Linked DNA regions of Mus musculus: region 1 is linked to region 2. A link is a contact called in public Micro-C data. All regions are on one chromosome and are shown on one strand. The core of a region is the stretch at or near the end of the contact, and the rest is flanking DNA. Distances in the headings are between cores, read along the strand shown. Region 1 overlaps Sgsm1 (small G protein signaling modulator 1). Region 2 holds the start of Tmem211 (transmembrane protein 211).

Region 1 (6,761 bases), core at 2,748-5,247, 42 kb after region 2:
GGTCCACAAGGAGTGACACTATTGTGAGGCGTGTCCTTGTTAGAATAGGTATGGGCTTGTTTGGGGAAGTGTGTCACTGTGGGGTGAGCTTTGAGGCTCCCATGCTCTCGCTCTACCCAGTGCAGAAGAGACCCTCCCTCCTCCTGGCTGCCTGCGGAAGAGAGTCTTTCCTGGCTGCCTTCAGACCAAGATGCAGAACTCTTGGCTCCTCCAGCACCATGTCTGCCTGCACGCTGCCATGCTTCCTGCCATGATGATAATGGACTGAACAGCTGAAACTAAGCCAGCCTCAATTAAATGTCTGCCTTTGTTAAGAGTCGCCTTGGTCATGGTGTCTCTTCACGGAAGTGAAACCCTAAGACATTATATATTTCTGTGTGTGTGTAAAGGCATCCAGAAGGTTCTGGAAGGCCACACAGCGTACTGATGATCTTAGTACTGTTTCAAGGGAGGACGGAGATGAAGGAGACAGAAGCAAAGTACAGGCGTGCGGTTTGCTGTTTTATAGGAGAGCAGGCTCCTGGTCAGCCTGTGAGTTCAGAGGTGCTGAGTCCAAGATTCAACCAATGCTGAGTGAAAATACCCACAAACCACTGCACCTGCGCAGACCAGGCTCTTCATTCCTAGTGGCACAGCCTGATAGCTATTTCCATGTCGTTTGCACTGACTGCACTGCTTGTGAGTGGCCTAGAGGTGACCTGGCGAATGCAGTGTTCTGTACACACCCTTGTCATTTTACCCGGGACTTGGATCCCGGGATGCTGATGTCTACAGGGGCTTCATTCCACTGTTATGGGTTCCAAGGAGACAGCAACTGCTTGCAATACTTAGTTTACTTCCGATACTAGCCATAGAAAGCTGAATGCATCAAGCAAAGCGGCTGATAAATGATGGACATCCAAACCCTACCACCGCAGATGGGAGGGTGGGGCTTGCATGGATTGGGCGGGGCTTTCTGGGTGGGTGTGGCTTTGCGGATGGGGTGGGGCAAGAGTGGGGAGCTGAGCCTCAGAAAGTCACCTGTGTGCTGCTGCTGGAGTCGCTCTGCAGTCGGAGGTTCTGGCGGCCTGAGCTGCAGCTCTGGGATGACTGAGATAGACAGGAACCAGACAGGCAAAGACAGAAGGTCACAAAAAGGGTTTCTGGGCTGGGAATCCAGGAAACCTGGTTCCATTCCTTCTCTTGACAGATGCAGCAGTGAAACCTGATACATGCTGTCTTCTCAGGGCTATCCCCAGACCTCCACCACGCCCGCAGTACAGATGCAAGAGCAGAGCCCAGAGGAAAGGCACTGGCAAGATTCTCTGGGTGCAACTTGAATCTATATCTGATTCTAAAGCTCTTCCTCCCCTCAAAAGCTGAAGGTGCGGCTGTCCCAAGACCCTGGCCCCTCCCATCAGCATTTCCCTCAGGCCAGCTGTCCTTTACCTCATTGCTGATGGTGGAGTCCCGGTGCAGCATCCGGTGAAGGTGGCTGTCCAGGCTGGCTCCTGAAGAGCACTTGGCCAGGGCAGCCGCGTGGGACTCCCGCTCCCTCTGTCTCACGATAGCTTCACAGCCCAGCCACTCCGACATGGTTTGTGCGTAGCAGGCATGGATCTGTTCGTCTACCTGTGGGCACGTGTGAAGGGCACAGGCGGTGCTGAACACCCTAGGCTCTGGCCTGTCTGCATTTAATGTCAATGGCACTTGACGTTGCTGGATGATGTCCATGCCCAGAATACTACAGAGCAAGGCTAGTTTGCCTCCACCTTCCTTCCCCCTCAGCTCCCTCCTCAGTAATTCATTCACTCCCACAATCAAAGTTTGTTTGCATACTTTCTCTATTTCCTCATTCTTTATCTATTAATTATGCAATCCGTTTCCACATTCGCTTATTATTTATTTACTCCATTTTCTCATTCGTTTCTTTTGATAAGTAACTATATCTTCCCAGGAACCAAGTCAGGCATATACTTTACCAGATAAGCAAAATCCTGCTACCTATCCCCCCACCCACTCACCCACCAGTTCACCCACCAACCCACCCACCCATCCATCAGGTGAGGGCAATATCAGATTACCAGAATGTTTTCTTCAAGACTGAACCTGCCTCCACCAGTATGACCCGGTAATCTCACTACCAGGCATTTCCTCAACACAGAAAGCCTGCATTGGATGTCAGCTGTAGTTAGCTGTTCTCAGCCCAAAAGGGTAAATAAATAAAGGTTCATAGCATCGCCCAGCTACCTATCAGCAAAACCTTGGTGTATGCCCAGGGTAAGTGTTAACTCACTAAAAGGAAACAGGCAGCAGTAGAACAATTTGGATGGATCTAGAGATTGTACTGAATTTAAAAGTCAATACCCAAAGTTTCCACACTACAGAACTCTGTTTATACAACATTCTAGATGTGAGAAGATTCTGGAAATGGAAGACGGGAGGAGGAACCCGGGGGATGATGGCAGGATGGAGGTGGGCGTGGCTACAGAGGGACCAGTGAGGATTCTTTTTGTTTGTTTCTTTTATGGTTTGTCGAGATACACTTTCTTTCTGTAACAGCCTGGCTGTCCTGGACTCACTTTGTGGACTAGGCTGGCCATGAACTCACAAAGCTCCACCTGCCTCTGCTTCCAGAGTGCTGGGATAAAAGGTGTGTGCCATCACACCTTGTAGTCTCCCTCCCCCAGCCTGAAACCTGCTTGCTCAGGGGTGGAGCTTGCAGCCTCAATCGTTCTGCCATGCCCACTGCTGGAACCTGCCGCTTTGCTGTTCACCCTGCTATTGGACCCCAAGATTAATTGGCAGGAATCGGGCCCCTTCCCCTGCTTTATATCTGCGTGCAGAACAGTAAAATTGAGCTTTGATCAGAATGCCTGTCTTAGCTACATTTCTTTCTCTCGCCACCTAGCCCCTCTTCTCTTCCAGGTTTCCAAAATGCCTTTCCAGGCTAGAACCCAGGTTGTGATCTACTGGCCAGACACAACAACACCTGACCAAGGTGAGGATTCTTAAGGCACCAGCAATGCACAAGTCTTGATACATAAGAAAATAAGTACATACACACCGTTGTATACACACAGACACACATACCAGTGTGTATACATGTACACAAACACCAGCATGCATATGTGGAGACACACACACATACACACACACACAGGAGGATGGAGGAGCCTGAGTGGGGTGGGATGCTGTACCAGCATCAGTGAACTATGACAGCATAGGACATCACAGTTCTGTTGGAGGTCACCATAGGGAAACTGAGTAAAGGTCACACAGGTCTCTGCAATGCTTCCTACAAGGCACGGGAGTCTACATGACCTCAAAACAGGAGGTCGGCTTGTTTGAAAATTCTCTCATGTTGTATTTCCACCAAATAGCTTTTTTCCTCCATGTTCCTGTTTCTTCACTGTGTCACTCACCAACAAGACTGTAACAGGCAACCAGGGCTCTACTGTACCCAGAGCTCAGCTGCCCAGTACCCAGGTGCACAGGGCCCAGCTGCCCAGTATCCAGGTGCATAGGATCCAGCTCCCCAGTGCCCAGCTGCACAGTATACAGCTGCCCAGTACCCAGGTACATAGTGCACAGGTGCACAGTAGCTAGCTACACAGTGCCCAGGTATACAGTGCTCAACTCCCCAGTACCCAGGTGCACAGAGCCCAGCTGTATAGTGCACAGCTGCACAGCACCCAGCTGCACAGTGTCCAGCTGTCCAGTACCCATCTTCATAATACCAGCTGCATGGTGCCTGGCTACACAGTACCCAAGGGCACAGTTCCCAGCCTCACAGCACCCAGCTGTCTAGTTCTCAGCTCCACAGCACCCTGGAACTTTCATTGTCCTTACAGGTAACTAACCTCTTTCCTCTCCATCTCTGTCATCCCAAACTGGTAGTGGCCGAGGAGGAAGGGCCACACTGCCCTGCGGATCTCAGGCTGGACACCTCCATAGTAGATGAGACGCAGCAGCTCCTGCTCCGGGTAGGTCTATGGGGGAGGGGTCAGAGGGCAAAAGGTCTGGTCAACAGGAAGCCAGAGTGGCCTGTGAGTCATGAATGAGCAAAGCCATAACTTTTGTGTCTGGAACATTCCCCCAAAATGCTTGTGTTAATGACTTGATCCCTAGTTTGGTACTATTGGAAGCTGGTGGGGCTCTGCAGAGGAGAAGCCCACATAGGTTTAGGTCACAGTGGAGGATGGTGGCTCAGCCCCACAGTAAGCCTTTCTGTTTTGCTCTTTTGCCATGTTTTCCTGCCAATTTGTCCTGTGTTGCCGAAGGACCACAGCCACAGGGCCTTCTGATCTCCACAATGAGAGCCATGATAAACATCTTTTCTTTATAAGCTTCTGGGTCTGGGAACTTGTTACAGTAACAGAGAGAGAACATACTACAGGGACCTGTAATTAACTCTGATATCACACGAGGAGCTAACAACCCAACCCACCCAACTACATCTGTGTGTGTGTGTGTGTGTGTGTGTGTGAGAGAGAGAGAGAGAGAGAGAGAGAGAGAGAGAGAGAGAGAGACATTACTTCCTAGGGAACCACACAGGGAGTTGTAAGGGCGACCGGCTCAGGTGTGAGGACTGATGTGTGTGTGTGGTGGTGGTGGGGGGGGGGCAAAGTGTGAAGTGGGGAAAAAGATAAAGATGTGACCAGGGATGATATAGGATAGCAGGTGTGAAGGACCATGCTGCAATTCAAGCACTCAGCGCAGGTCAAGGTCATCCCTAACTACACAGAGAGTTTGAGGCTAGCCTGGGCTACATGAGACCTTATCTCATGATGAGGTAAAAACAACAACAACAACAAAACAAAAAAGAATAGGTGAGTTAAGAGGGAGAAGAGGAAGAAGGGAGAGGAAGAAGAGGAGAGAAAAGGGAGGGAGGGAGAGGATTAGAGGGGGATAATTGGGGGGGGAGCATGTGCCCAAGGCTGTGCCTAATGTACTAGCAATCCCATTTAATTAACAAATGCAATCTCATCTCTAGTCAGCATGAAGAAAATGACTCTAAAGCAAAAGAATTCAAAGTGAGCATTTTCAGAAGCTTCTTCTGACACCCAGTGTTCGGCACAGCAGGGTAGCTTAGGGCTTTCTCTAGTTCGGGCTTAGCTTTGTTGCTTCAAGAAAATCCACCGGGCGAAGCCGCAGCTACAGTATAGCCTTCCTTGGGTTGCCATGGGAACTCTGACCACTTAGGTAGATAATGTCAGAGTCTTTAGAAATCAGAAAACCTGGCTGTGGCACAAATGCAAAGTCCTCATCAGAAAGACTTCCTTTCTTCAAGGGGTTGGGGGGAGGGCGCTCTCTGGAGTCACTTGGATGTCCACTGTTTCCCTTGGTTTTTATTTTATGTGCACGAGTGTTCTGCACCATGTGCCTGCAGTGCCCACAGAGGCCAGAAGAGGGAGCCGAGGCCCCTGGAGCTGGAGTTACAGCAGGCTGTGAGCCAGCATTGAACCCAGGTCCTCTGATAGAGCAGCCAGTGCTTTTAACCACTGAGCCATCTCTCTAGCCTCCTTGGCTTTAATTTATGAGTTATAAAATGACTCCTCTGAAGTTTCTAATTCCTTTTTTAGTGTGAGTCTCTAGGGGTTTGTGAGTTCTGTTGTCAGTTTGCTGGTACATACATTTCTATGGCGTTCACATGTCCAATCCATTCCTTTGCCTGTGGAGTCTGTAGTGGTGTCCCCTCATTGGCTTCTGACTGGTCACCTGTGTACCCTCTACACACCTGTGCTTCTAATAAGGGGTTTCCCAGCTTTGCTGGCCTTCCCTAAGAGCCAGCTTTGAGTTTCTTATCTCCATTCTCTGTGTGTTCTAATTCTTTTCTGATCACTATCTTTCCTCCTGTCTGTCTGCTTCAGGTTCAGTATGCTGCCCCACGCACCACTTCCGGTTCCTATGATAGAAGGTTAAGTTGTTGATTTGACATATTTTTACTTTATAGATACAAAACTTAGACCTATGTATGCATATATGTATGTATAATGTATGTATGCATGTATAATGTATGTATGTTACATGTATGTATAACGTGTGTTACATATATGCATTATAACATATGTATGTATGTGTATTTATTTGATATGATACTATGTGTATGCCTGATCCCTTCAGAGGCCAAATGATGGTAGGAGATGCCCTGGAACTGGAGTCGCATGCTACGGTGAATTGTCTGATGTGGGTGTTGGGAAAAGCAAGCGCTCTTAACCACTGAGCCATCTCTCCAGTCCCTGAACTGTAAGACAATGCTATGTTAAATTTTAACATTTCCTGTTTTGTTTATGATCTTGGGTCCTGTTTCTTGTAAATGCCATAGCTACAATTATTTGCTGGAGTGACAAGAGAGGAGATGATATTAAAAATAGAAAAGCTATTTCCAGGACTCCTGGAGCCACGGGACTACATTTCCCAGACTCCTTTGCATTCACGTGTGGTCACATGACCGTTTTTTTTTTTGGCCAGTTGGGTGTGAGAAGTAATGGATACTATTTGCAGGTCTGGGACTAGGAGGAAGTTGGTAGGTTCTCTCCGGCTTCTCAAGGGACCATGAAGTGGAAGGGGATGCCACTGACACAGCTCACCAGTGAGAAATAAACCCAGTGTTTCCAGGCAACAAGGCAGCGGGGACAGTTTCTGGGATTCAGTGTACAGCACAAGAAGGCAGCTAAGCCTTAAGAAAGGACTACACCAGACGGGGGAGGGAGTGTTCATCAAGTAATTCTGGCTCATCCACTGTTTCACCCAATTTGACCTTAAACTGGTATCTCCCA
Region 2 (7,251 bases), core at 488-2,987:
TATGAAAGTAGCAATGAACTAATTTTATGGCCGGGGTGGGGTGGGGGGGTCAGCACAGCATGAGGAACTGTGTTAAAGGGTCGCAGAGTTAGGAAAGTTGAGAATCGCTGCTCTAGGAAGGAGAGGAGAGGAAGTGAGTCACTGGGGGAAAGGAAGGCCTTGGGGTTTCATGGCCTGGCTCTACTTCCTGTCCACTCTTTGCTTCCCCAGCCGGACTCCGACTCCTTGGCCACCACACTCCCCCCACCCCCCGCCCCGCCGTGATGGGTTGTGTCCCTAGGAAAGTGTGAAGCCAGAACAAGCCTTTCTCCACTAAGTTGCTTTGTCTTGCTATTTATTACAGACCCTCCCTCTCAGAATCATCCTTGGACTCCGCCTCCCGTTTCCATGGTAACACACTGATTTCGTAGAAAAGGGAGAGTGTCCCGGGGCCTCTCCTCAAGATTTGATTTTCCTGAGGCCCAGGGGAAGATGGATTTTTTTTTTCTTCTTTAATTAATTGAAATTTATTCTTTTAGGGGTTTTGGGCAAAAGGACAGGGACCTGAATCATACCTCCAAGCCGGGAAGAGACGCAATCTAAATTATGGTTCTGAGACAGCAGGGACACCATTATCCTCTCGCGATGTCTCACTTGCTCTGCCAATCACCTGAGTAGGAAAACAGAACCCGAAGACGCGTTGGATGATGGCGCGCAGGGGGCGGGGAGGGGGGTTGAGGCGGAGAGTAGGGGTCTGTGGCTCACTGGACAGCGGTTACCAGCCCTGGGTTCGATCCCATCTGGGATGCTGCAGGGCTGCATGGTAGGGTGGAGGCAGTGGGTTATCCGCGGCGTCAAAGAGAAGTCAAGGTATGCCTGGGCTAAGTGAGACGGTGCTCAGAATACAATTAAGCGAAGATGGGAAAAATAACTGTGCCTTTAATGAGATGCACGCTCATATAACCCAAACTGCACCCAGGCATGCTGCGGCTCAGATCCTCCTGGATGAGCCTGCCCGCTGTCTGGATTCCTACCTGGAAGCCTGCTCCTGGAGGTAAATGGATGCTCCAGGCATCCCCAGCTCCTGTTCCTGCTTTCCTGACCTGTAACTGACCAGCTCTGACTCTCCACCCCCCTCCTACAGGCAGCTACTCCCTCCAGCCCACCTGACCTGCTTTCTCTCAAACTCCTCTAAAGAGTTTCCTTCTAAATTTACCGGGCGACAGATAATCCACAAAGGAGACCCCGAGTTCCCCAGTAGAGATGATACTAGTGAAACTAGCGGGGTACCAATCCAGGGGATTCTGCTTCGAGGGCCACAACCCTTCAAGAGGTGATGTCTCTCCAGCCCTCACCCGCAGAGGAGGGAGCTGGAACTCATTCACATAGCAGGAAGCTCGGTCTGGCAAACAGAGCCCCAGGCAAACTTGGGCGTGTTCGGGCGTCTTTGGGAAGGTGATCCCAGTCCAACAGGAGCGAGGGAAGACAGACTTGGAGAAAGGGAAGGGAAGGGAACAATTACAGGAAATGCTCGGTGAAGCTGGCCAAGCCTCAGCTAGAAGCCATGGGAATTAGCCCACGGAAAGAAGGTGGAGTGAGCGCGCCCTCTGCTGGCGCATCCTGCAGCACTGGCTTCCTATGAAGCCAGTGAGACTCGGGGTGGACGCTTGGATACCCAGTTTGGACCCCAGTATTTAATAGTAGCTCTGGGACCCCTAGCGGTGCCTTCTCCTACCCAGGAAACCATCCCCTCCTCCCATCCTATTTGAGACTGGAGTTGCCCTCTCAGTCCAGCCCATCCGTCAGCCCAGAGTGAATAGCTATTGATTTCAGGAAGGAAACCTTGCACGGGTGAGTACACACTCTTCTCGGACCAGCGCCTCACGTGACCCTGCTCTGCTTACCCACCTGAATGTGACCTTTAAAGGGGAAGACACCTTTTTAAAGCTCACAGATTTACATTCCAGGCCAGAGCTTCTAAGCCAGAGCTGGATGAGGGGAGGTCACATTGTAGAGGTAACCTTGAAGAAGCCTGACCCAAAGTGATGAGGGAATATCAGGGGAGGAGCCGGGCTGGCCTCAGGCACTGCTTAGGGGCCCTGGGAGCCCTAGAACCACACACTGTCGTGTGCTCGTGTCTCTGTGTGGTTTGAAGCTTGAATGTGGAACACAGCCACAGTTTAAAAATCATATGTTCAAAGGAACCCATCCCTCCAAACGTCAAGCAGCCCTGTTGTAGGCCAGGGATCTTGTAGTTGGGGAAACAGAGGCTTTGAGCCATTGTATTGTTTGTCCCAGGTGACAGAGCCAGCAGGCCTGGTTGAGGCATATACTAGTGAAAGAGACCATGTGTTGAAGGACCTCAGGTCTCGCCTGGGCAGCCTGGCCATCTCTGTCTCTATGTATCTATCCCCTATCTGTCTATTTGTCTGTCTGTCTGTCTGTATATCATCTATCTATCTATCATCTATCTATCTATGTATTTATCATCTATCATCTATCGATCATCTATCATCTATCAATCAATTTATCTATCATCTATGTATCTATTTATCTATCTATCATCTATCTACCTAACATCTATCAATTAATTTATCATCCATCTATCATCTATCTACCTATCTATCATCTATCTACCTACCTATCATCTATCAATTAATCTATCTATCATCCATCTACCTATCTATCATCTATCAATCAATTTATCTATCATCTATCAATTATCTATCTATCATCCCTCTATCTCTCATGTATCTCTCATCTATCTATCTCTCATCTATCTATCTCTCATCTATCTATCTATCTATCTATCTCTCATCTATTGATCATCTATCTGCCATGCACATGGTTCAGTGCCACAGCCTCCTGTTCAGCCACTGCTTTCTCTGATCCAGCTCTTATCACTCAGGTCCAGACTCCAGGCCAAAAGCCCTGGGGATATCTCACACACACACACACACACACACACACACACACACACACACACTCCCTCTCATACCTTCAGCAAATCTGGTCAGGTTGACTTTCACCTCCATGGTTGCTGCACAGCTTGACCACTGTTTGTCCATGCTGGGGCTCCACCACCCCATCACTCTGTATTCCAACCACCCGAGAGGCCTCTCTGCTTCTGCTGATGTGCCCTGCATGTGCTGGCCTCAGGGCCTTTGCACCTGCGCCACACTCAGCCTGTAGTGCTCTTTCCACACCTACACACAGCTCCCCCATCTCCACCTTTAGGTCAGACTTGGCTTTCTCACAAGGCTTTGTAAGACCCTTCCACACAGATTATCTCTCTATCCCATTGTTTCCTATGACACTGCCTCACATCTGCTTCATATATTGATTTAGTTCCTCAACATCTCTCTTCCTCAGGCAGGGGTGGGATCCACAGGAGAGAGGCTGTGGCTGTCCTGACCCGTGTTCAGTTCCTAGCACCCAGGAGGGCTGGAGAGATCGCTCAGTGGTTAAGAGCGCCAGTTGCTCTTCCAAAGGTCCTGAGTTCAAATCCCAGCAACCACATGGTGATTTAAAAAAAAAAATGAGGTCGACCTAGCATCCAGGATAGACCGTAGCATGTACTAGATGCTTAATTAGTATGGTGTGGGGTGGAAAGATAATAGGATAGCTACACACATGAGTGGGTGGGAGGAAGGGATAGAGAGATAGATGCTTATAGATAGATGATAGACAGACAGACAGTGATAGAGATAGATACATTGATAAATAGACAGGTAGATGGATAGACAGGTAGGTAATACATAGACATCTAGATGATAATTAGATAGTGGGATGGTTTGATATGCTTCACCCAGGGAGTAGCACTATTAGGAGGTGTGGCGCTGTTCGAGTAGGTGTGGTCCTGTTGGAGGAGGTGTGTCACTGTGGGTGTGGGCTTTAAGACCCTCATCCTAGCTGCCTGGAAGTCTGTATTCTGCTAGCAGCCTTCAGATGTAGAACTCTCAGCTCCTCCTGCACCATGCCTGCTAGATGCTGCTATGCTCCCACCTTGATGATAATGGACTGAACCTCTGAACCTGTAAACCAGTCCCAATTAAATGTTGTCCTTATAAGACTTGCCTTGGTCATGGTGTCTGTTCACAGCAGTAAAACCCTAACTGAGACAGACAGACAGATAGACAGACAGACGGATGGATGATGATGATGGATGGGTGGATGGATGGATGGATGGATGGGTGGATGGGTGGATATAGAGGCCATTTGTCTTAAGGTCCTGTTTTGTTTACATGACCCTAAGTTCCTTTAAAAAAACAAAAAACAAAAAAAGCAAAAAAAAAAAAAAAACCCCTGAGCCCGGCAGTGGTGGTGCATGCCTTTAATCCCAGCACTTGAGAGGCAGAGACAGGCAGATTTCTGAGTTCGAGGCCAGCCTGGTCTACAAAGTGAATTCCAGGACAGCCAGGGCTATACAGAGAAACCCTGTCTCGAAAAAACAAACAAACAAAACAAAACAACAACAACAACAAAAAAAAACCCTGATTATGTCATGTTCCCTACTGTGTTCTGTTGAGGTTGGGGGTCACTGTGAGATCAGGACTTAACCATTGAGAGACTGGGATCCAAACACAGTCAATCTATGGTCAAGGATGTCCAAGTCCAGAGAAGAATACAACAGCTTCACATGGTAGCTGTCCAGCTGCCACTTCTGTGCCCCTCTGACCTGGGGAGCAGGACCTTGGCTCTTGGACCATCTTTGTTCTCTGGCTGGAGCTGGTGGGACAGTTGCCGATGCCCTAACTGTGGTAAACTGGTGGTCACTGGCATGCCCAGCCTCTGCCTTAAACCCTCCACATCTCCAAGAACTTGAGGCTGAGAGGCAGAAGCCTCAACTGTACCACCTGTGAATGGAACAGTGTCCCTCACCAGCTGCTAGCCCAGGTTCCTTCAGCTGTAGGGACCAGCAGGATGACTCTACAGGTAAAGGCACTTACTGCGGAGCCAGGTGGCCTGAGTTTGATTACTGGGATGCATGCTGGGACACCCTGCCCCTCCACTAGACAGAGGAGAAAGTTTCCATTCTGTTTTCTTCAGTCTCCCTGTAGGTGGACTCCGGTAACTGGAGCCTGGCCGGATGTGCTTTGGGGTTATAAAGCCTCACTTAGCTTTCTGGGCACCTGTTCCATTGCAGTGATTTTCTCAGGTGACTAGTCTTTTCAAAGGCTCAGAAACACTGGAGCAGCCCAGGACAGTGGAGGGCGGGGCCGTGGGGCTCCATTCCATAGTCTCCTGGCCTAGAATTACACCCCTGAGATCAGCTGACCCATGGGAGGTGTGGGTTCTGGTGAAAGGGCAAAACCAAGTCCTTTGTCACCCAAGGGATGACTCCTCACGTACTGCCTAACAGCCTCAGAGAGATTTCTAATCTCAGAGTGAAAAGCTCCCTCCACTTGACCATGCCTTCTTTTTCCACCCACCTCTACCTGCCTAGCTAGAGGCACATCCCCTAGCCTGGCTGCTGTGTGCCATGCCTAATGCTGGGATTTCGGTGCTCCTTATAAACATGGAGAAACAGGACCATCTTGCCCAGGATCCCAGGTGAGGGGTGGGGTTCCTTGCCACGTTTAAGTTGCTGACAGATGTTTCAGAACCCCAGACTCCTGCCACAGCAGCTCCAGGCCATTCGCCATTGTTGGGGACCCCCAGAGACAGCTCAAGCAGGCCTCTGCTACCTCCTCCAGCACCAGAACAAGTGGGCACTCCTTCCAGCCTGACAGAAGTGCATCCATTGTTATTTAGGTAAGACTCTGCATTAAACCCCTTGCTTTTTGGTTTTCAATTTAATCTTTAGAAAACTGGTCTTGATTGCCTGTCATGACAGGGATATGCCCCTCAAAGATCCTTGATGGAAATTTAACACTCAGATTCCTGTGTTGATGGTGTCTGGAGGTGAGGCCTTTGGGAGGTCAAGGTGGTAGGATAGATGTGGTCGGGAGGGTGGGTCCCTAAGATGGTTAATGGCTTTGTAAGAAGAGGAGAAGAGGGTTGGGGAGATGTTCAGTCAGGAAGTGCTTGCATTACAAGCCTAAGGACATGGGTTACCCCCCCCCCCACCAGACCCCATGTAAAACACCCAGGAGGTGCTGAGTGTAGGCGCTGACCTTTATTCCCAGCATTCAAGGACAGAGACAGGACCATCACTGAGTTGAGGCTACAGAGCCCAGGATAGTCAGACCCTGTCTCAAAAACCAAACAGACAAAAGCCAAGCGTAGTGCATGCCTGTAATCCCAGCACCGAGGAGAAAGGAGTGGGGCTCAATAGTCAGTCAGCCTAATGAACAAGCACCAGGTCCCAATGAGAGACCCTGCCTCAAGGAACAATGTGGAGGCTCCTGATGAACCACACCTGAGGTTGACCTCTGGTCTCTGTATGCATGTGCCATCATGTTCATTCATGCCCACCATGAAACACTGGGCAAGAAGGGGGAGAAAGAGATGGGGAGCAAAGACTAGACATCTTGCTGGATGCCGAGCAGATGCTCCTCAGTGCTCCTGGTCTTCTCAGTCTCCCATCACCATGAACCCAGATGAGCTTTTTTTCTTTATAAATGACTTAGTCTGCAGTATTGTGTTATAGCAACAGAAAGTGGCCTGAGACAATGCCAAGGGGTCATGGGTCCATATTGTCAGGAGCCATCTAGGAAAGGTTAAGGCTAGCAGATAACTTTCCTAGAGATGCCCCACTGTTTTTGTATGGTCTGTAATGGGTAAAATTCTGAGTTGCAAGGCCATCGGAAATCTCAAGTCAGGATTGATTTTTATTGCTGATATGCCTTCTTCTGTCATAGAGAAGAGTTAGTCTAATGATTTTTGGGCATTAGTCTACCCTACTGGGCAGATTTTTCTGCAGCTCAAGGAAGTTGTAGTGATGCTATGTAGACAAATTGGTGATTTTATAACTCCTAAATGATTTTATAGAACGCTTACTAGATTTATTCGGGGGATTTTGAGCCCTCTATAGTATAAAAGCTGCAATCAAGGTCTGCAAACCTTCGTGTGTCACAGGCTAATTGCACTAGGCTAGAAAACAGGCTTGAAACAAAGTTGCGATCAGTAATTGCACTAGGATGAAAGGCAGGCTTGAAACAAAGTTGCACCCAGGAAAACCATTCCTTCTAAGTGAGCTGTGAAACCATTATCTGATAACTCAAGGTCATAAATTGGGAATACACAATTTATTGTACATGCAAGGACAAAAGATAAAATATTGACTGGATTTATTTATACAAAACTTCAAAACTAATGAGGCACTAGGCA

The links. Hi-C and Micro-C count contacts between places; a contact is called where the count stands out from the background.
Region 1: a Micro-C map of trophoblast stem cells shows a contact between it and region 2, with 2.0 times the contacts expected there. The contact joins the enhancer-like site here to the promoter of Tmem211 in region 2. A contact is called at or near these places in 2 of 39 promoter capture datasets (hippocampal neurons and macrophages), 16 of 484 Hi-C or Micro-C datasets (the N1E-115 cell line, embryonic stem cells, reprogramming fibroblasts and 3 more), 5 of 115 datasets of contacts at active chromatin or transcription factors (all in embryonic stem cells) and 1 of 9 other capture datasets (pancreatic islet).

Annotation. Positions count from the first base shown.
Region 1 is chr5:113,264,859-113,271,619 of GRCm38.p6, forward strand. It overlaps Sgsm1 (small G protein signaling modulator 1), which reads right to left. Exons shown (of 25, transcript NM_172718.3): 16 at 3,843-3,971; 17 at 1,429-1,611; 18 at 1,021-1,089. Among named protein-coding and RNA genes, the nearest start is that of Tmem211, 41 kb to the left of the region's middle. Within about 2 kb of position 3,998, at least 6 of the 459 cell types and tissues checked have an H3K27ac peak or open chromatin away from gene starts, as enhancers often do. A contact at or near this core is called in trophoblast stem cells, where this site is marked.
Region 2 is chr5:113,225,172-113,232,422 of GRCm38.p6, forward strand. Tmem211 (transmembrane protein 211) reads left to right here and starts at 1,738. Exons shown (of 5, transcript NM_001033428.2): 1 at 1,738-1,830; 2 at 5,591-5,733.